Regions from separate parts of the Sus scrofa genome. Here all the other regions are linked to region 4. The links are chromatin contacts, called in public promoter capture Hi-C and targeted proximity ligation maps. All regions are on one chromosome and are shown on one strand. The core of a region is the stretch at or near the end of the contact, and the rest is flanking DNA. Distances in the headings are between cores, read along the strand shown.

The links. Promoter capture Hi-C pulls out the DNA fragments that hold promoters and counts their contacts.
Region 1: a contact with region 4 is called in a targeted proximity ligation map of skeletal muscle, with 5 times the contacts expected there. A contact is called at or near these places in 1 of 5 promoter capture datasets (liver) and 2 of 2 datasets of targeted methods (alveolar macrophages and skeletal muscle).
Region 2: a contact with region 4 is called in a targeted proximity ligation map of alveolar macrophages. A contact is called at or near these places in 2 of 2 datasets of targeted methods (alveolar macrophages and skeletal muscle).
Region 3: a promoter capture Hi-C map of liver shows a contact between it and region 4, with 4 times the contacts expected there. A contact is called at or near these places in 1 of 5 promoter capture datasets (liver) and 1 of 2 datasets of targeted methods (alveolar macrophages).

What each region holds. Positions count from the first base shown.
Region 1 is chr3:102,839,716-102,844,690 of Sscrofa11.1, forward strand. PRKD3 (serine/threonine-protein kinase D3) reads left to right here and starts at 2,429. Exons shown (of 19, transcript XM_013996212.2): 1 at 2,429-2,613.
Region 2 is chr3:102,962,349-102,967,616 of Sscrofa11.1, forward strand. It overlaps CEBPZ (CCAAT/enhancer-binding protein zeta), which reads left to right and starts at 1,865. Exons shown (of 16, transcript XM_003125229.5): 1 at 1,865-2,079; 2 at 4,002-5,268. The coding sequence starts at 1,921. It overlaps NDUFAF7 (protein arginine methyltransferase NDUFAF7, mitochondrial), which reads right to left and starts at 1,856. Exons shown (of 11, transcript XM_021087630.1): 1 at 1,728-1,856; 2 at 1,260-1,423. The coding sequence starts at 1,779.
Region 3 is chr3:103,246,413-103,251,108 of Sscrofa11.1, forward strand. It overlaps STRN (striatin), which reads left to right and starts at 3,414. Exons shown (of 19, transcript XM_013996218.2): 1 at 3,414-3,791. The coding sequence starts at 3,558.
Region 4 is chr3:102,304,179-102,309,096 of Sscrofa11.1, forward strand. RMDN2 (regulator of microtubule dynamics protein 2) reads right to left here and starts at 3,177. Exons shown (of 13, transcript XM_021087623.1): 1 at 2,451-3,177.

The DNA.
Region 1 (4,975 bases), core at 1,179-3,678, 530 kb after region 4:
GCATTTAAGGTTCTGAATTAGGTAACTCTGTACCTTGAGTCACAACAGTTTTGACTCTTTGTTTGTATTAGGTAACCATGTGAATGGTTATGTTGTGTGTTATTAAGTACAAGGTGTGTGTGTGGGGGGGGAGAAGTAAATGTAGGGCAAGATTTGCAACTACAGCCACAGAAGAAAAAGACTGTAAGCGCCTAGCTTTCAGAAAATACCGAGAAGAAAAATCTTTTCCATCTTGGTCATTCTGATTATATTTTCTCTCAGGGATAAAAAATCTCACATTTACTTATTAAACGTAATCTTTATCCCTTCAATGTTCTTGGAATAGGAATGGACTGTCTTGAGGAAACTGTAGTTCACGTCAACCAAAAAAAATTATAGGGGAGTTCCCGTCGTGGCGCAGTGGTTAACGAATCCGACTAGGAACCATGAGGTTGCGGGTTCGGTCCCTGCCCTTGCTCAGTGTGTTAAGGATCCGGCGTTGCCGTGAGCTGTGGTGTAGGTTGCAGACGCGGCTCGGATCCTGCGTTGCTGTGGCTCTGGCGTAGGCCGGTGGCTACAGCTCCCATTCGACCCCTAGCCTGGGAACCTCCATATGCCGCGGGAGCGGCCCAAGAAATAGCAACAACAACAACAACAACAACAAAAAAAAAAAAATTATAGGTACAAAGATAGTCTTATACTTAAATGTATTGTTGAAAGATTCACCTGGAGTGGAGGAGATGGTTTTATTTTTAAAAAGAGAAGTGGAAAACTGGGAATGAAATGACTATATTTGTGTGTGTATTCTCACACATATGTATTCTCATACACAAAAATCCTTACACTTCTGTAAAATAGCAGCTTGTTTCATTTAGAAAAGTTACTTCCAGAAGAGTAACTTCTGTCTCTTTAAGGACCATGAGTGAAAATGGAAGTCACTAGTGAAATGGGACTGGCTGTAAACTGCTCCAATGAGATCCTGGGAATCTTGCTGAGAGAGGATATTCAGGGTTGGACTAAAACGTCAGTGGGAAGTGGAAGGAAGAAAAAGACAAAGTTAGGTAAGAATGTTTTTTTAAAAACTAGAGTGAATTTACTTTCAATTTTAAAGTAAAAGAATAGCAGAGTAAGACTCGGTATAAAATACAATTAGATTGAATTAGATATTACTGAATGTGAAATACTTAGTATCTTCTAATTCCCAAAAATATTTCAGAGATGTCTTTTTAAAATATAGCTTCAGGAATTCCTGCTGTGGTGAAACAGGATTGGAGGCATCTTTGGAGTGCTGGGACACAGGTTCGATCCCTGGCTTCGCATGTTGGGTTAAGGATCCAATGTTAAGTTGAAACTGCGGGTTGGATCTGATCCCTGTCCCTGAGCATCCAACAAAGAAAAAGGAAAAAAAAAGGGGGGGGGTAACACTATAGCTTCAGAGTAGACCAGGGTTATACACAATTTTACTTGCCCATCTTTAATATAAATGATTTTAAAATTCCATTTAACTTTAAATCCAGGGAAATCTATTAAGAGTGATGACCTGGTATAAAAAGTGGGGACCCATTTAGCTTTCTTTACTTTCTATTCTCAAAAACTGCCTTCGACCTCTGCGTAGTAATGGATATAGATTGTTGACTGTGGCCCACCTGCTTGTTTCAGTGTATTTTACTTGAGTACTTTTGCGATGAAATTTGGATATAAGGAGAACTAGGAACAATGGGTCTCAGCCGCTCATGCCTTTCTCTCACATAAAACATGTAAAATTTTTCACCTCATGTATTTTTCCTCTAAATTTCACCCCACCTGCGTCCCCCGTCACCGTTGTCAAAGTCACGTGGAAGCCAAGGTTGGGTGACTCTTCGCTGCACTTCACCCCGACGGTAGGTAACACATTCGAGTTTAAAGACAAGTAGGATACACAAAAAACACTGGAAGCAGAGACTTCTCAGAGACTGCTTTAGGCGAAGGGCGCTCGGAGCATCTGCCTTGGTGTGGAATGCCCGGGGCTCCTGTGCCAGGCGACCACCTGGACTACAAGCACTCGGGAGGGAAACGGGGAGCAGTGAGAAGATTTCTCAGGGAGGAAATTGCTCTCTGCTGCAGACCTCTTACAAGTTCCGCGTCCAACTTAATCACCTCTTGGCCCCTGGCCACCATCGCCTCCATCAGAGCGGACGACAAAAACAGTTCAGTAGCAATAATGGGTATCAAGGACAGTGTGTAACTGGAATTAGTACACGGTCGCAGCCCGCTCCCCCGCGGTCACGGAGACGCCAGGACTTCGAAGGGTACAGAGCGAGCCCGAAAGCACCCGGAGCTCCTGTTGCCCTGCGCTATATGTCAAGACAGTGAGCAACATCCCCGCGTGGCTACCACCGTGTCGAGCCCCCGGGGAGACTACAGCTCCCGACAGCCCCCGCGCCGGCCGCGCGCCCCCGCCCCTCGCGCGCCCCCGCCCCGCACGCCCCGGCCCCCCGCCCTCGGGCCTTAGGACGGGACGGGGAGGAGGGAGGGAGGAAGGGGCGCCTGAGGCGGGCGGGATTCTGCGAAGCGCGTGAAGCCTCGCTGGCGTCTGGTCCCGGAGTCAGACGCTGGCGGGCGCGGAGTTTCTCACGACCGGCGGAGCCCGCTTCTGTAAGTAGTCGCCTCAGGGAGCGCGGAACAGACACCGAAAAAGTTAGCGCCGCCGCGGCGGCCGCTTTGTTCTCCCGGCCCGTGGGGTGAGGCGGCAGCCCCTCCCCCACTCACCCGCACGCGGCGGCGGCGGCGGGTCTCGGACTCCGCGCCGGGCTGGGCGGCGGCCGCCGGGGCTGGGTGGTAAGTTGGCTGAGCGCGCCGCGAGAGGAGCGGGCGGTGGGCGCGGGGGCAAGCTGGGGCGCCGGCGCGGCCGCCAGATGGGGCCAAGTTCCGGCGTGGGCGCCGACGCCAACTCGGAGTCGCGCTCCACCAGCGACCACCGCGCCGGGCCCGTAGCTCACAGTCTGTTTCCACGTCCCCCCAACAAGCTCCCCACGCCAGTCCCGCGTTACTCAAGCTGTCGGATTTTGGGTTAGCCTTTCCCTTTGATTTTCTCCACTTTAGTTTGTAGTTGTCTTCAAGGGTGAGTCAACGGTGCTTAGAGAAGGAACGTAAGCCCCCACCCCGGTTTCCTGACTGTGTGTAGTTTTGCAAGTTGCAGCGTTGCTCCGAGTCGGTTTCATCCCTGGGAGCTTTTTCTTAAGATGAAACACCGAGAAGCGTGACTGTTTCTTCGAGCAATAAATATAACCACATACTATTAGATTGCCTGTTGGATATTTTATTTCAAGTCATCGCCGACAGCAGCATAGGCCTTGCCGCGTGCAGGCACGAATGTAAAGCGAGCGACAGCGTGTGTGAGACTTGCAGACTTTTCCATACACAGATTGATGGCTTGGACGTAACTGTCTCTTCAGCCACACCCATCCCCACAGGAAATAAGACTATCGGTGTCATCTTTGATTAGGAAGGATAAGTTACACCCTGAACTACTATTTTGTTCGACATAGCTTTAATGAGCTGTAGTCGTAAATGAAACGAAAATGTTTAAAATTCTGTGATTTGTACCCTAGAAAATGTTATCCTGTTCTGTTTCTACTTTGTACTTAAGGCTGCAGTTCCTAAAGTCTTAGCCGCTCTGATTTTGCTTAGATCAAGCTTACTTATCAACTTTAAGGCAGTGAGGGTGGGGAATACTTATGAATTTGCTGCTGAAGGCGCCCATAAAGTTCCTCGACCGAGGTCTAGGCCACTTTTACTTAATAAAGGAACGCTTTCCTCCTTTCCTGTTAGGATCTGGATTGAGAGTAAGCATGGACATTCAGTCAAAAAAAGTTACAAGTTTTAGTAAAATTATTTAAAACGTGTCAAAGAAAGCCTATGTTAGTTAAGTTTTGCTTCTTAGGTAATAGAGATGTGATAGGCCTGATCATAGGCGCTTGAATATTTGACAAGCCTTTTCCATCCTAAATTCTATAATTTAACTATAGCATTTAACTTTTTAGAATGGTTCAAGAATGTTGTCTGGTTAATTATCTTGAAATGAATTTTTTAAGCATCCTAGATTGTAATGAGTCTTAAATGTACAAATTTTATAAGCTTTCAGTTTCATGAGATGACCTCTTTAAAATAGCAGTTTCTCTCTCAGTGGACTGTTTTTCATCTAAACACTGCCACACACGTGAAAAAGAGCTAAAATAAAGTTTTTGAATATTAAATTTTTGAAATTATGTAACAATTTAAAAAATATACAGAAAAAATGAATCAATGGACATGGTGTTTTCATTTTTAAAAAGGCATTCTAAAATTGATTAAAATATTACCATATTGGAGTTATCTGCTCATTTTTAAAAGAAACTAGTTTTACAGAACTTAATATTTGGGGAAATTATTGGCTACTATAATTTTTATTATGTCTGTGACTCATAATCTGTGCAGATAGTACTTTTGAGTTTGATTATGTAATTCACACTGAACTTGTATGTGCTCCTCTAGAGCAGTTGTCTTGTTAATGAAAAAACTAGAGATACTGTACTTAGTTGTTTTAATTTTAATTTCAGTGTAGAAGAAAGTTTTCTCCACTTGTGTGGTTAGGTTATAGTGGTCATATGTAAGAAATTACTCGTTGGGTACTAGGCAGTCAGATTTCTCAGATACCACTGGTGCAGAGAGGTGATGAAAATATATCAAGCTCAACATAAATTCATACAGCAGTGCCAGACTGGCAGTCCATATTCTTATTACTGGATAAACTTTTCAGGGCCTAAACAGAGAGCAGGCTTGGTGTGCTTTTTCTATACTCTCTCTGACAATAGAAAAATGAGATTTAAATATCCCTGGTCAAGGTGACCAGAATTTTAGCAGCAGTAATTTAAATTTAGTTGAGTGCTGAGCTCTTAGGAGGAAAAACATTTATATTAATCTAAGGTAATAGATTTTTGAAAAGAAATATATAGATATAGGGATCGCCACAAACTAT
Region 2 (5,268 bases), core at 615-3,114, 660 kb after region 4:
CTGTTTTAATTATTCTTGTCCTTGTTTACAGCTCATTTTCTCACTAGAACTAAGTGCCATGCCCCACTGTTCACTGAAGTATTCCCAGTGCCTGAGACAGTGTCTGGCACACATGCCACCACAGTAAATGAATAAATGAATAAATGATGAGGGGCCTCCTCTGTAACCCAGAGATGTTTGCTCTAAATATGAACTTCTGGTACATTGTAGCACTGTGCACAGGCATTTAAAGGAATCTTGCCTTTACTAAACCTCTGGACCCTGGGTCACTCCACTATATTCAACAGCAAAAGGCCAAAGAAACTCCAGAGTTCTGCAGATCTCTTATTTCAACCCACCAAAAAGTGAACCATTCTGAAATATAAAGGACCCCAGGCTTTGACCAAGTGACTCTGTAGCGCAGATAAGGAAATGAAGGTCAGAAAGCTGTGACCGGAGTTCCCGTCATAGCTCAAGAGAAATGACTCTGACTAGTATCCATGAGGATGCAGGTTCAATCCCTGGCCTCACTTATTGGGCTGAGGATTCAGTGTCACTGGACTGTGGGTAGAGCAGACTCAGATCTGTTTGCTTCTTGTAGCCAGCGGCTACAGCTCTGATTTGACCCTTAGCCTGGGAACCTCCACATGCCACAGGTGTGACACTAAAAAAGACCAAACAAACAAACAAACAAACAAACAAAAAAGCTGTGACAGTGCTTAATGCTAGAACATAAAGGCCCAGGGACCTTCCATTCTCAAGAAGAAAACACACAATATGCTTCCAATGGCTGCTGATGCCATCCCAACACAGCTTTCCAGGCACTAAATTCATATTTCCTGATGCCTACTAGACATTTCCACCTGAGCCCCGTATATACTTCAAATTCATACATGGGACTTTGCTCTGTCCTTCCTCTCCCTCCTAAAATGGCTGCTGCTCCCACTCCTCCTAAGCTCCCTTTTTTTGTGAGAAATGACTCCAATATCTACCATCAACCCAGACAGGAAAGTCATCCCTCTCTCATCTTATAAATCCAATCATCATTATGCTGTCTCCTGAGCATCTTTAGAATTTATCCTCTCCTCTTTAAAGCCACTGTCGCTGACTTGACCCAGCCCTGACCAACTGACATGCATTACTCTGTCCAAGAATGGCTCTTTGCCAGGAAGGCACCCGCCGGGCTGAGGACCCCTGGGTTCCTCTCTGCGCACACCCTTCTGGCTCACAACCCACAGCTCTTCTAGGACTGGTCTGGTCCTAGCCTCCTCAACCCATACCTTGGCGGGGTTGGTCAAGACCTCCCTCATGTACTCGGCCACAGTGATGGGACCAGTGGACTTGATTTTGTATATAAGATGCCTAAGCATAGGAGTCACTGAGTTGTCTTCTGCCGGCTCTTTCCCGGAGCTGAAGTACTGCCCTCTCCAAAGACAAGGAATGACTGCAAAAAACACATTAAACAGGACTCATTAGAAACCTTAGTATTGACATGGGCCCAGCAGCCTGAGTGATTTCAATGCGGCTTCGTTAACCCTTCACCTTGGCCGGAGCCAGGAACGTGGACCCGGGCAGCACGCTCATAGGGAGCCGCAGGCACGCGCCTGGCCCACGACCACAAAGCCATCTCGTGAAGCTGGGCTCCAGCTGCCTGCAGCCCAGAGCGCCCCGGAGCCGCCACCCCATCCCAGGAAGGTGCCCGGGGCGATTTCCCCGGCAACTGGGACTGCGGCTAATAGAACGCTTACCCGCTCGAGCAGCTGCCAGGCGCCCGGCGGCAACCCTCGCTAGGACACTCATGTCGAACTTCGCAGGCAGCTTCGCCCCGCCAGGGGGTGGGGATTATTCCCATTTCCGGGGGAGGACACGCCCCCTGAAGGAAGTACGTCATAGATCGTAGCGGAAGGGAATTGTGGGACGAGTGCGCGTGCCTTGTTTGCCATGGCGGCCTCCAAGAAACTTTTGGAGTTCCACGCCAAACGACCCTGGCCCCCAGAGGAGGAGGAGGTAGAAGATCCAGACGAGGACGACGAAGATGATAACGATGAAGCCGAGAATGGGTTTTCTCTGGAGGAGGTGTTACGGCTCGGAGGCACCAAGGTAATGGCCTCAGACTCCCGGAGAAGGGAGACAGAAGCGCGTGGGGTGGTCCCGCGAGTGGCTAGGCCAGTGACCCGGAAGCCCCGGAGCTGCGGAATAGGACGTCTTGATTCCAGATTCCAGCGTGGGAATGTGTTCTGGGCGCTTCCCGCCTTTAATTCTTTCCCATTGCTCTTTACAAGAGGTTTAGAACTGAACGTTTTCATGCGGTGTCGTTTCTTAAGATGTAGGTGAGCCTCTCGTTTTATTTACGTAGTATATAATTGACACTCCATCAAGTTGGAGAGGATTGACTTTTTGGTCCTAACGTCGGTGTTTGGAATTTTAACTTCTCACTGGTCTTGGAATTTAACTTCTCACAAGCACACGCACGTGTACACTGTACACTCACGAAGCTCTCTGCGCTCTTGGAAGTCACATCCTAATTAAGGGAAAGAAACCAAACTTCGGAATACGTAGTATATCAGACGCTGGGTAGAGCTATGGAGAAAAATAAAACACGGAAGGAGGAGGATGAGTGGGGGAGGGCGTTTATGTTTAAACTAAGTGATCAGGGAACCCACCACTGAGGTTTTTGAGCAGAAAACTGAAGGAAAGGAGTGAGCCTTTCTGATTGTGTTGTTCCAGGAAAAATAAAAATGTCAGTGTACCTGAGGCAGAGTGAGGTGAGAGGAGAGCAGTAAGAAATGATGTCAGGGAGGTAAGATGGTGGGCTTATGCTGTGAATTTGGTGAAAAACTTTAGATGATTTGGAGCAAATACGTGACATAGTTTAGCTTTTCATTAAGTGTTTTGATTTTGAGACCAGACTTTGTGGGTGGGCGGGATAGGATGAACAAATAAAGAGAGGCAGGAGAAATGCACTTTATAGGAGCAGATCCCACAGTTTGCTCTGTACTTGGGTCATATTTAATTTTTGAGTAGGTAGTATATGCACATGTTAAAAAAATCATTTTTTTTTGAAGAGAAACATGAAAAAAATGAAACATGGTAAGGTACATGATGAAATCATCTTCCCATTTTTATCTCCAATCATGTAATTTCCCTTCTGGGAAGCAGTCACTTTTGTGTCTTTTATATTTTCCAAGCAAATACACACATACACCCCTACACTTGTGTTATATTTTTTTTGTACAAATGGTACCGTACAGTACCTGTAATATTTTAAATCTTTTCTTCTTACTATTTTAGAGATCCACCCTCCCCCCAATATCACTACATAAAGTTACATGGGTCGTTGTCTTAGTATATCACTACATAAAGTTACATGGGTCGTTGTCTTAGTATATCTAGCCAGCCATATATTGTGGATATTTAAGTTGTAGATCTTTTGCTATTTTAAATAATGTTCAGTAAATAACCTTGTGTATATATATATTTTTCACCCACATTTATAAGTGTGTGTGTAACAGAAATTTGTAGAAATGAAACTGCCGTGTCAAAGGATATGCATCTTGTGTCCCCTCCCCCATGAACTGTTTGTTTGTATCCCTTGCACATTTTTCTGTTGTGTTGTCACTTCCTTCCCTAATATATAGGAACTTTTATATTAAATAATAAGCCAAATTATTTTGATGTGAGTTGCCATTTGTTTTTGCCAGTTTATTATTTGTCTTTTGATTTTTGTGTATGAGAGAATGATTGATTTATCCATTCTTCATGGGCCCTGAGCTTTTCTGTAAATTTGGAAAGACTGGGATCGTTTTTTAAATCATGTTGTCCTTTCTTGTGTTAGTTTATGGTTTTACTTTTCACATTTAAATCTTTGATCCATCAAGTACTTAGGGTGTGGGTAGGAGCCCAGGCAGTACCATGAAAACTCAATTTCATGGATAATTGATTTCAAGGATATTAACTTTTTAAGTTTTAACTAAACTGTTGGATTTGTAATTTATTTTTAACTTTCTTATGTTTTTATGCAGCAAGATTATCTTATGCTGGCTACTTTGGATGAAAATGAAGAAGTGGTGGATGGAGGCAAAAAAGGAGCAATTGATGATCTTCAGCAAGGTGAACTAGAAGCATTTATTCAAAATCTCAGTTTGGCCAAGTATGCAAAGGCTTTTTTAATTGAAGAAGATCAATCATCTGGAAAAGAAGATGGCAGCAGCAAAGAAGCAAGAGTATCTAAAGTAGATAATAAAAAGCAAAATGCAGCAAAAAATGAAAGTAAAAAGAGGCCAGAACAACATTCTGATGAGAACAACAGTACCATACCAAAAGCAAAGAGAGATAAACAACAGGACATCTTTGAATTTGTTGAAAGACAGACATTGTTACTTAAGTCTGGAGGCAAATGGTATGATCTGGAGTACAGCAATGAGTATTCTTTGGAACCCCAGCCTCGGGATATTGTGGCTAAGTACAAAACCTTGGCTCAGAAGTTGTATGAGCATGAAACCAACTTATTCAAAAATAAGACGAATAAGCAAAAGGGAGCCTCTTCTGCCTGGATGAAGGCAATTGTTTCATCAGGGACTCTAGGTGACAGGATGGCAGCCATGATTCTTCTTATCCAGGATGATGCGATTCACACACTCCAGTTTGTAGAAACTCTCGTGAACCTTGTTAAGAAGAAGGGCAGCAAACAGCATTGCCTCATGGCTTTGGATACTTTCAAAGAGTTACTCATTACAGATCTTTTGCCAGACAGTCGAAAGCTACGGATTTTCAGCCAGCATCCTTTCAACAAACTAGAGCAGCTGTCCAGTGGCAACAAGGACTCAAGAGATAGAAGACTCATATTATGGTATTTTGAACATCAACTGAAACATTTAGTGGGTGAATTCGTGCAGGTCTTAGAAACTTTAAGTCATGATTCATTAGTAACCACCAAGACCCGAGCCCTTGTAGTGGCTCATGAGCTTCTTTGTAACAAACCTGAGGAAGAAAAGGCCCTTCTTGTGCAGGTGGTAAATAAACTGGGAGATCCTCTGAACAGAATAGCCACCAAAGCCTCCCATCTGCTAGAGACATTGCTTTGTAAACATCCCAATATGAAAGGAGTTGTGTGTAGTGAAGTAGAAAGGCTGCTCTTCCGCTCAAATATCAGCTCCAAAGCCCAGTATTATGCAATTTGCTTTTTAAATCAAATGGCCCTCTCCCATGAAGAGAGTGAATTAGCTAACAAATTAATAACTCTTTATTTTTGTTTTTTTCGGACTTGCATCAAGAAAAAAGATATTGAAT
Region 3 (4,696 bases), core at 2,164-4,663, 940 kb after region 4:
GGTGTAGACCCAAGCACTGCTGGTTTTTTTTTTTTTTTTTTTTTTTTTTGCCTTTTTGTCTTTTTAGGGCTGCCCCTGCCGCATAGAGATTCCCAGGCTAGGGGTCAAATTGGAGCTGTAGCTGCCAGCCTACTCCAGAGCCACAGCAACTCGGGCTCTGAGCCGCATCTCCGACCCACACCACAGCTCATGGCAATGCTGAATCCTTAACCCACTGAGCGAGGCCAGGTATTGAACCCACGTCCTCATGGATGCTAGTCAGGTTCGTTAACTGCTTAGCCACAACAGGAACTCCAGACCCAAGCATTGTTAATGTTCTTTATTTTATATTTTTTAACATATTTATTTATTTATTGTCTTTTTAGGGCTGCACCCGCGGCATATGGAAGTTCACAGGCTAGGGGTCAAATTGGAACTTCGGCTGGCAGCCTATGCCACAGCCATAGCAACATAGGATCTGATCAGAGTCTGCAATGTACGCCACAGCTCAGGGCAATGCCAGATCCCTATCCCACTGAGTGAGGCCAGGGATGGATTCTGTGTGTCCTGAAGGGTACTAGTCAGATTTGTTTCCCCTGAACCACCATGGGAACTCCTGATGTTTTTTAATAGGAATATCTGGTGGAACCCCATGATGGGGTTCATCACCCTTGAGGCTGCCCAGAACCATACTGATGATGCAGCTATCTGGTATGGGTTGACAGTCCTGCGCCATGATCCTATGCTAGATTTTCTGGAATGGAAGGCTGGACAATTTCTCCACAGTGGCAGCTTTCCCCTGGAATTGCTGTCCTTCCCATGAAAGGCATGATGTGTTAATAGAAATTATACCCAATTAGGTTCTGTCATTATCAAATACCTGGTAATAATGCTGAATGAAGCTGCATCCAATCTGCTCCCACCAGATAGCTAGTCAGATTCTTAACCTGCTGAACCTCTGGTCTGCGCCAGAGGAATTTTTTCTTTTTCTTTCTTTTTTTTTTTTTTTTGTCTTTTTGCTATTTCTTGGGCCGCTCCCGCGGCATATGGAGATTCCCAGGCTAGGGGTCGAATTGGAGCTGTAGCCACCAGCCTACGCCACAGCCACAGCAACTCAGGATCCGAGCCGTGTCTGCAACCTACACCACAGCTCACGGCAATGCCGGATCGTTAACCCACTGAGCAAGGGCAGGGACCGAACCCGAAAGCTCATGGTTCCTAGTCGGATTCGTTAACCACTGCGCCACGACGGGAACTCCAGGAATTTTTTCTTAATGATTCTCTCCGAAAGAGTTATAGGTTCTACCGTTAAATTTAATCATTTATAGTAAGTTATAAACTTATCTAAAGGAATTATCTGATACATCTTTCTCTTCTTTTCCTTTCTTTTTTTTCTTTTTTTTTTTTTAGGCCACACTTGGGACATGTGAAAGTTCCTAGGCCATGGATCCATCCTGTGCCATAGCAGCAACCCAACCTGCTGCAATGACAATGCAGGATCCTTAAACCAGTGCACCACAAGGGAACTTCAAGACATGTTTTCTATTAGAGGGGGAAAAAAAAACTTTTAACATTCAAAAACAAAAAATTGCAATCTTGTAAGATTACTTAAATCCCTCAGATGAAAAAATACGCCATTGTTGCATTACTGTCCCCTCAATACTCTGATAGATTTGATAAGTAAGGGAGGAGATAATCTGTTAATGGAAAGATTGATGAACTAACAATCAGTAATTCTCATTTCTAGTTTTGCCTGCGCCACTCACTCAAAGTCTTATTGTGAAAAAGTTAAACTTCTTTAGAATCCCAAACCGTAAAATGAGAGGACTGGGCAGTATCTCAAAGGATACTTACAGCCAAAATAATTTATGACACAGGGAGTTGGCCAGGCCTGGATCAAACTTTTATTACAATAAAGAATGAATTCATAAAGCAGAAACATTCAATAACTGGGAGAAGAGAGCTAGCCATCTTTATTTGCAACCAGAGCAGATACAATGTGTTTCCTGTCCTTTCCACAAGTAGCAGTGGGAAGAGGGGGAGGGGGAATACAGGGACAGGATGTCCTTCCCTGACATGTCACTCACTAGCCTATATTTTTATATTTTTTTCCATGGCCATTAGGTTTGATATCCCAGAAGCCCATCCCACAAAAGAACTACAAATAACTTTTTGTAGGGACAAAATAAGTGCTTAATTTCATTTTCACTTGTTAAATTTTTTCAGGTCCCTTCCTTTCATTATCATTGTAGTGTGAATTAATAAGTGACATAATTTCAAGAACTTGGGAGAAGGATAACATTTAGAGAGAAACACTTGAAAGGACTTTGATGGGCCTTTGGTAGATTAATACTATTGCCAGATTGCAAGTGAAACGTGGAAGAAACTGGGAACCGGACAAGTGAAAAAGGAGAGGTGCCCGGATACCTAAGATAGCTCTAGGGAGTAGAAAGGGATTTTGTTCTTTTAAATAGTGTAACTTTAGGGCATTGCGAGAATTGATTGTATAGTTGCCAGTCTGCCTTTGAAGACAGGAACTGTGTCATTTATCTTTATATCCCCAATGAGATAACTTACAGTCAAATATTTGTTGAAATGTGTACCGACTGCTCAGGGATAAGGAAAAATGAGTTCGAAATAAAAGAGCCTTGGATATTTGTAACGTTTACAGGATTTACTGCAAGCTATAAAGGAGGTGAAGCAGAGCCCTGTTTTAGATGTGGTGTCACCAAACCAAAAATTGCAAGAAACAGAAAGCTGCTGTGTTGCGTTCAGGACAGAGAGATGATTAGTTCCTTCTAAATGAAAAGTGATCAGGCAACAGGTTTGACTGAACCTCTAGCGAGAAAAAAGGCAGGAACGACCGCGATAAGGAGATGGACAGAAGTGGAGTGTCTTGGGTCAGAGAATCACTCTAGACAGAGCAGAAGGGAGAGGTCCGAGCGTGCTGGCTAGAGAATCCCGGGCCATGGGGTCGGACCGGCGAAGCTTGCTTTGAGCTTGTTTCTTAACAGAACTACCAGGAAGCCGTAGGAGATGTGCAGCTTAGGCTGGCATTTCGGCGCGGTAACTTCCGTGTGTGTGTGTGTGTGTGTGTGTGTGTCTGCAACAGTGAGCGCCTTGTGTGTGTGTGTGTATGCGCGCCACAGTGAGCGCCGCCCAAGAACTTCCGCGTGCTAGGGAGGCTGGAGGACCGCCAGCCAGCCCCTGCTTAACCAAGAGGAAACCCGCGCTCCCCGCCGGGGGCCGCCCCTTCTCCGCCATGGGCTGGGGCGGGCCCGGGGGCGGGGCCGCGGTGGAGCCGCAGCCGGTCGCAACCCCTCAGGCAGCCCGGGCGGTGCTCGCCGGCACCACGCCCCGCGACTACATTTCCCAGCAAGCCCCGCGCCGCCCGCGCACCGCAGTTGACCCATTTCCCGGCCCGTCCCGAGCTCGGCCGGCCCCCGCGCCCAGGCGGCTGCTCCCTGCTGACTGGGGTGTGGGCGGGGAGCGGCGGAGGGAGGAGGAGACGCTGCTGGCCGCCGCCGTTGCCTCAGCTGCTGGGCGCCTGGGCAGCTCCCCGGGTTCCTGCGGCCGCCATGGACGAGCAGGCGGGTCCCGGCGTCTTCTTCAGCAACAACCACCCGGGCGCCAGCGGTGCCAAGGGTCTCGGGCCTCTGGCGGAGGCTGCCGCGGCCGGCGACGGGGCGGCTGCGGCGGGGGCGGCGCGAGCCCAGTACAGCCTCCCGGGAATCCTGCACTTCCTTCAGCACGAGTGGGCCCGCTTCGAAGTGGAGAGAGCCCAGTGGGAAGTAGAGCGGGCGGAGCTGCAGGTAAAGACCCTCCCGGCCTGGCCGTCTTCATCCCGCCTCTCCGCTCTCTTCCGCCCCGCCCCGGACCCTTCCCCCTCCCCCGCTCCGCTCGCTCGTCCCCTCCCCCTTTGCTCCAGCCCATCCCACCCAGAACCTCATCCCCTTCCTCCCTTCACCTTTGCCTTTAGGTGACCCCACTTCCTCGACCCGGGTTCCCACTCCCAGCTCCCCCCCCCATGCGTTGTTTACCCTCCCCGCACCTTTTCGTCTGCTCCTTCCCACTCTTAACTCTCAGGCTTGTTTGAACTCTCTCGCCATTCCACATTTTAGGTCTTCCCTTTCAGTTTACTAATTGGGCTGACAGTAGTTTTGAGAGATGAGCAAATCATCCCCTATCCTAGTGAGTGGCCCTCCTAGGTCTAGAGAAGATGCCTGGAAAAGGTATTGACAGTTGGCGCCTCTCTGTGAGGAAGGCGATCAGAGAAGACAACAGAAGTTGTATCCGTGAGGCCTTGACTTTAAGGCAAGAAGCTGCCGTTGGGTCAAAGTGTTACTAGGAATATCTGCTCCCTTTTTATATATGTAAATGTTTCTTCTTTTACTTCTTCCTCATCCCATCCCGCGTTTCTTTTAGATATTTCAGACTCGTGGATTTTGAATGAAGAATCTAGATAGATAATCACAGTCAGATAATGGTTCAGAGATGGTTTCTTGTTCTCAGAATCTAAAACTTCCCAAGGGTTAATTTTATGTTCAGGGTTTTGTGAGACTGACTTGTACTTTAAAAGGAACTAAAAGGAGCTTCAAAGTTGGTTACATTTCCTTGCATAATCTACAAGATAAAGTATATCCAGGGAGGAGCTATTGTGGGATCTTGGAAGAATGAAAGTGAGGCTGATACTTTGCAGGCCATTCTGAACTGGTAA
Region 4 (4,918 bases), core at 1,927-4,426:
CAGCTTCCAGCCTACACCACAGCCACAGCAACTTGGGATCCAAACCCTGTCTGCGACCAACACCACAACTCACGGCAATGCTTAACCCACTGAGTGAGGCCAGGGATTGAACCTGAATCCTCATGGATACTAGCTGGGGCTTAACCTGCTGAGCCACAATGGGAACTCCTTGGCTCTTTTTTGTCAATATAAAAATTAATGCAGGATGTTCATATGCTGAACTTGACAAGGTCAATTAAAAGAAATGTTCCTATTCTGATTGGTTTCTTGGCTCATTCCTGCTGGGCCCTCTTTACATTAAACTTTACGTTAGAGAACACACCCTAGTTTGATTTTTTTTTCATGTATTAAATAAATAAATGGAAGTTAAAATCTACCTAGGAAGATCTTATTCCTGACACGGTACAGGTTTAAACAGGTGAGAAAGACTATCAACTTTTGTTTGACCTATTCTTTAGGAATTAAACCAATCCCAAATTATCTCTTTGAGGCAGGTCCTATTATTATCTCTATTTTGCAGATAAGTAAACTAAGGCACATAGTTGTCAACTGTGTCACCTAGGGGTCACCAACTAGTAATGAGAACTGTTACCCTTGATAATTCTTGGATGTACTGCTGATTTAGAGAGCAACAACAAGGACATGAAGGAGAATGCTGACTGGGCAGAGGTGTTCAGAACTGAAACACGATTTCAGAACTAAAAAAAATCAACTGAGGAAAAAATTAGAATCAATGGAACAGTTATTGGCTTTAAATATCCACAATTAGAGAATAATAGCTCAAGCTATGTTTGAGTTTTACATGTATATAAAATGGATGTGCTTATGAGCCAGTAATTTTTTTTTTGTCTTTTTGCCATTTCTTGGGCTGCTCCCGAGGCATATGGAGGTTCCCAGGATAGGGGTTCAATCAGAGCTGAAGCTGCCGGCCTACACCAGAGCCAAAGCAACACGGACTCCGAGCCTCATCTGCAACCTACACCACAGCTCATGGCAGCGCCGGATCCTTAACCCACTGAGCAAGGCCAGGGATCGAACCCTCAACCTCATGGTTCCTAGTCGGATTCATTAACCACTGAGCCATGATGGGAACTCCGTAAGTCACTAATTTGAAAAAAGTCATTCATATAAAAATAGTAATACAGAAGAGTAATAAATGAGAACGCTTGCTTGCCTACAGTATTATTTCAAAGGTTATACTATATATTACATTATTTACGTAACTTTAATAGAATTACCATATTAGCAGGATACACTTGCACTTTACTGTGTTTATAAAAACACAGTAATTTAAAAATATAGTGACTAGATAATCAGGTAAAGTGTCCCTGTTTCAATTTGCAAGGTGCTAATAATGACAATGTAAAAGAACAGATTTTATTACAAATTACTGGCATCTAAATTTAATGTGTAATAGATAATTAAAGGTTATTTGCAGAGATGAGAATCAAAAATTCTGCTGAAATAGCAAATCATCAAAAAGTTGACTCTACAGAAATCTCTACAATTCCTTTGTAGAAACTGTCAAAAATTAACTTCAGAAAACATTTAATGTTCATGTTCTAGTTTTAATTAACGTTAATCTTGAGATATGGAAATTATGCTTTACCAAGTTATTTACAATGCTTTCAGCAATATCTAGCATCTATATTCACTTAATTCATCAGCAGATTCGTAGCGGGAAATACATAAAATATAGAACTCTGATAAACTCGGGAGATGAAAAATTTCGCAAGACAGGTAAAGGCACAGTACAGGTTACAAACAACCCTAAGTTTTTAGTTTCCCAAGGGAATTGCTCTGAGCCCTTGAACTGGGCATTAGATTCTCACAGCGACCTGGATAACTTGATACTTTCGAAGTAAATTCTAATACTCACATTTCACTTGGTTTTCATTATTTTTCCTATCTTAAAACCTTTTTTTTCATCTAGGGCTCCCTCATGTTTGGCTTATTTGCAAATGTTTGCCGCACTGAAAACCTGGCCTTCATTTTGTGTAAAATAGGTAGAGAATCCCAGATTGAGCAAAACAAAACAAAACCGTTTGCAGAAGGCTGAAGGGTTAAGAAAGACCCAGGTGAGAGGCTACTAAGTGTCTCCCGAAGAAACTCATCGTGGTTTTCAGGGACCTGCCAGGCCGAGGCAGCACTCTGCCGGGTCCCCACGCAACCCACGACGGGCGCCCGCGCGGAAGTACTGACGACCTCAGCGGTTGAAGCTTGCGAGGCGCTGGCTGGGCAGGCGCTGGCTGGGCAAGCGCTGCGCCGAGGTAGCTGCCAAGACAACCATCTGCAGCGCCCAGAAGCAGGAGGATGCCTCGCAAGGGATGCGGCGGCGAGAAGGACGCACACACGACCCGGAAGTGCGGTGGCCGCCGCCGGAAATGCCCCCTCAGCTCTCGACCCCCCGGCCGCGTACGCCCGAACCCGCCGACCCGCCCGCTGCCTACCTGTGGGCGCACTTGTGCTCCCTGCGAGGGCCTTTCTGCAGTCGGAGACCTGCAACTTGAGGAGGAGCTGTCGAGAGGGGAGCGGCGGGCCGACAGTAGCCCCGGAGCCTGTGGGCCCCAAGGTCCGGCGGTGTCCTGACCCAGATAGCGGAGGCGCCGGGGGAGGAGTTCTCGCCCGCTCGCACTGTGGCTCCCGCCTCTTTCCCTCGGGGCGATCAGCTCTCGGGCGGGTGGCCTGCGCACCTTTTACGGACGGAGACCAGTGCGCTCCACCTGGCCCCTGGGCTCGCACCGGACTTTGCCGCTGGGTGCCGCCTCTCTCACAGCTCGTCTCCCAGCCCCGAGCACTGCGCCCTGGCTTAGGGCCACCGCGCCCGGCCCGGCCCGGCGGGAGGCTCGTGGCGCGCTTTTTGCCTCCAGCGCGCTTTCTCCCATCACCGGCTCCCCAAACCCACCCTCACTCGGGTTCTTTCCCTCCCCAAACACATCCTCTGCCCTAGTATCACCCTTCTTTAGTTCCCCTTTCTAAGCACAACCTTGAACTCTCCGCATGACAATCAAACGCGGAGATCTTGCACGAATTAATCAGGTTTTCCTGATTTCACTTTATCTTTCAATGATTTAAATCACCAGCCTCCTGGTCCCTGCCCCCTCCCCCCTTCTGAGTTGCCTTTAGGCAAAAACCACTATCTTCTCAGAGGCTTTTAAAGTTTGAGATTTTACCCAGCTTCACTTTCTGTGGTTTGTATAATGAAAATAAAAATCTGCCAAATAAACTCTTCAAAACTGCACACTCATTCCTTTCTGTATTGTCCTCACCTTGAGCTTTAAATTCAGGCTTGTAGAAAACTTAAGTCTTGAGTATTAAATTCCCCACCATTGCGCTGAATAGAATTAAAAACGGGTGCACTCCGATTTATCAAAACAAAAACAAAAACGAACAAAAAACGTCTATAAAAAATCGGAAGGCTAATTTCACAATCCATACACAACTGTTTACTAATAGAGGTTCTATAGGACTTTAAGATTATAAAATATTTTTTGAGCTTTAAGCAAGGTGCATTGCAGAACAAGTAAGCCTAGTCAAGTCATTTTATTAAAACTAAGTTGTATTTTAGAAAACAGCAGATTAATTACTTAGCCTCTAAGATTTGAAACCATAAATCACTTCTTTCTAAGAAATACTTCAATCTGTTATGGTTTACAAAGATATTACAATACAATGCTAATATTTGCTTTGTTTAACCAGAATACAATATAATGTAAACCTGTCTAGCAGGGTGATAAATTTCTCTTATAAGGAGATTTGTTTTCAAAAGAAATGACTGTCTCTTCAATGACACTTAAAAGAAGCTTGAAGCACCCTCAGATTTAAGCTTTTCCAGGAGTGCACTGAGTTGTTTACTGCTGCATTCCCAGCACCGCACAGAAGAGGTCTGTAATAAAAACGTGGAGTGTGAGCCGAGAACAGGGCCTTACCAACCCTCTGCTCCAAAAGAAAAAAAAAAAAAAAATGTCAGCTGCTATGGACTTGTTCTTCAAATTCAGGAAGCAGGATAAAATAGCTGGACTGTTTCTGTATGCCTGTGTAAGACTTGTTCCCTTTGATTCTGTTTCTTTATCAGCCATTGATCTTTGGTAAAGTTAAAGCTTAAAAGTCAAGAGAGGAGCTATTTTTGCCAGACCCTATTGTACAGTAACATAAAAAGGAAGATATGGCTCCATCCACCTCTACTAGAAATGTAATCTATAAGGAATGTCTGAGGGGGGAAAAAAAAATCACTAGGAATCTCAAAGATGCTGTTTGTCATGGACTGAATGTGTTCTTCCAAAATTCTCTAAGCCCTAATGCCCAATGTGATGGTATTGGGAAGTGGGGCCTTTGGGAAGTAATTAGGTCATGAGTGTGGGACTCTCTAGAAAGGGATTGGTGCCCCTATAAAAAGAATAAGAGATCAGAGCTCTCTCTCTTTCTGCCATGTGAGGATACAATGAGAAGCCAGCTATCTGCAACCTGGAACAGGACTCTCACCAGAACGTAACCCTACTGGCACCATGATTTCTGATTTCCCACCTCTAGAACCATAGGTAATAAATGTTTGCTATTTAAGCCACCCAGTCAGTGGTAGTTTGTTAAAGCAGCCCAAACGAGGACGCTTGTATTCATCGCAAGTAGCCCAGCAGTACAATCCGCTGGCAGCTATGGCGTACAGGCCATGCACAATTGTTCCCACCTACTTTTCTAGCTTTTCTCTACCATTTCCACCAGACATCAAGCTCACACTTCAGCTATAGGCAAACTGCCTTCTCACCTTTCCATAAATCACACACTTTCCCAGTCTTTGTGTCCTTTTTAGGCTGCTGTCTGTCTGGAATACCCTGCTCTTTGCCACTTGTCAAAAACCAATTCATCCTGTTTAATCTGCTTCCTTCGAGAAGCTACTCCACACATTATCCTCCTCCCCCAA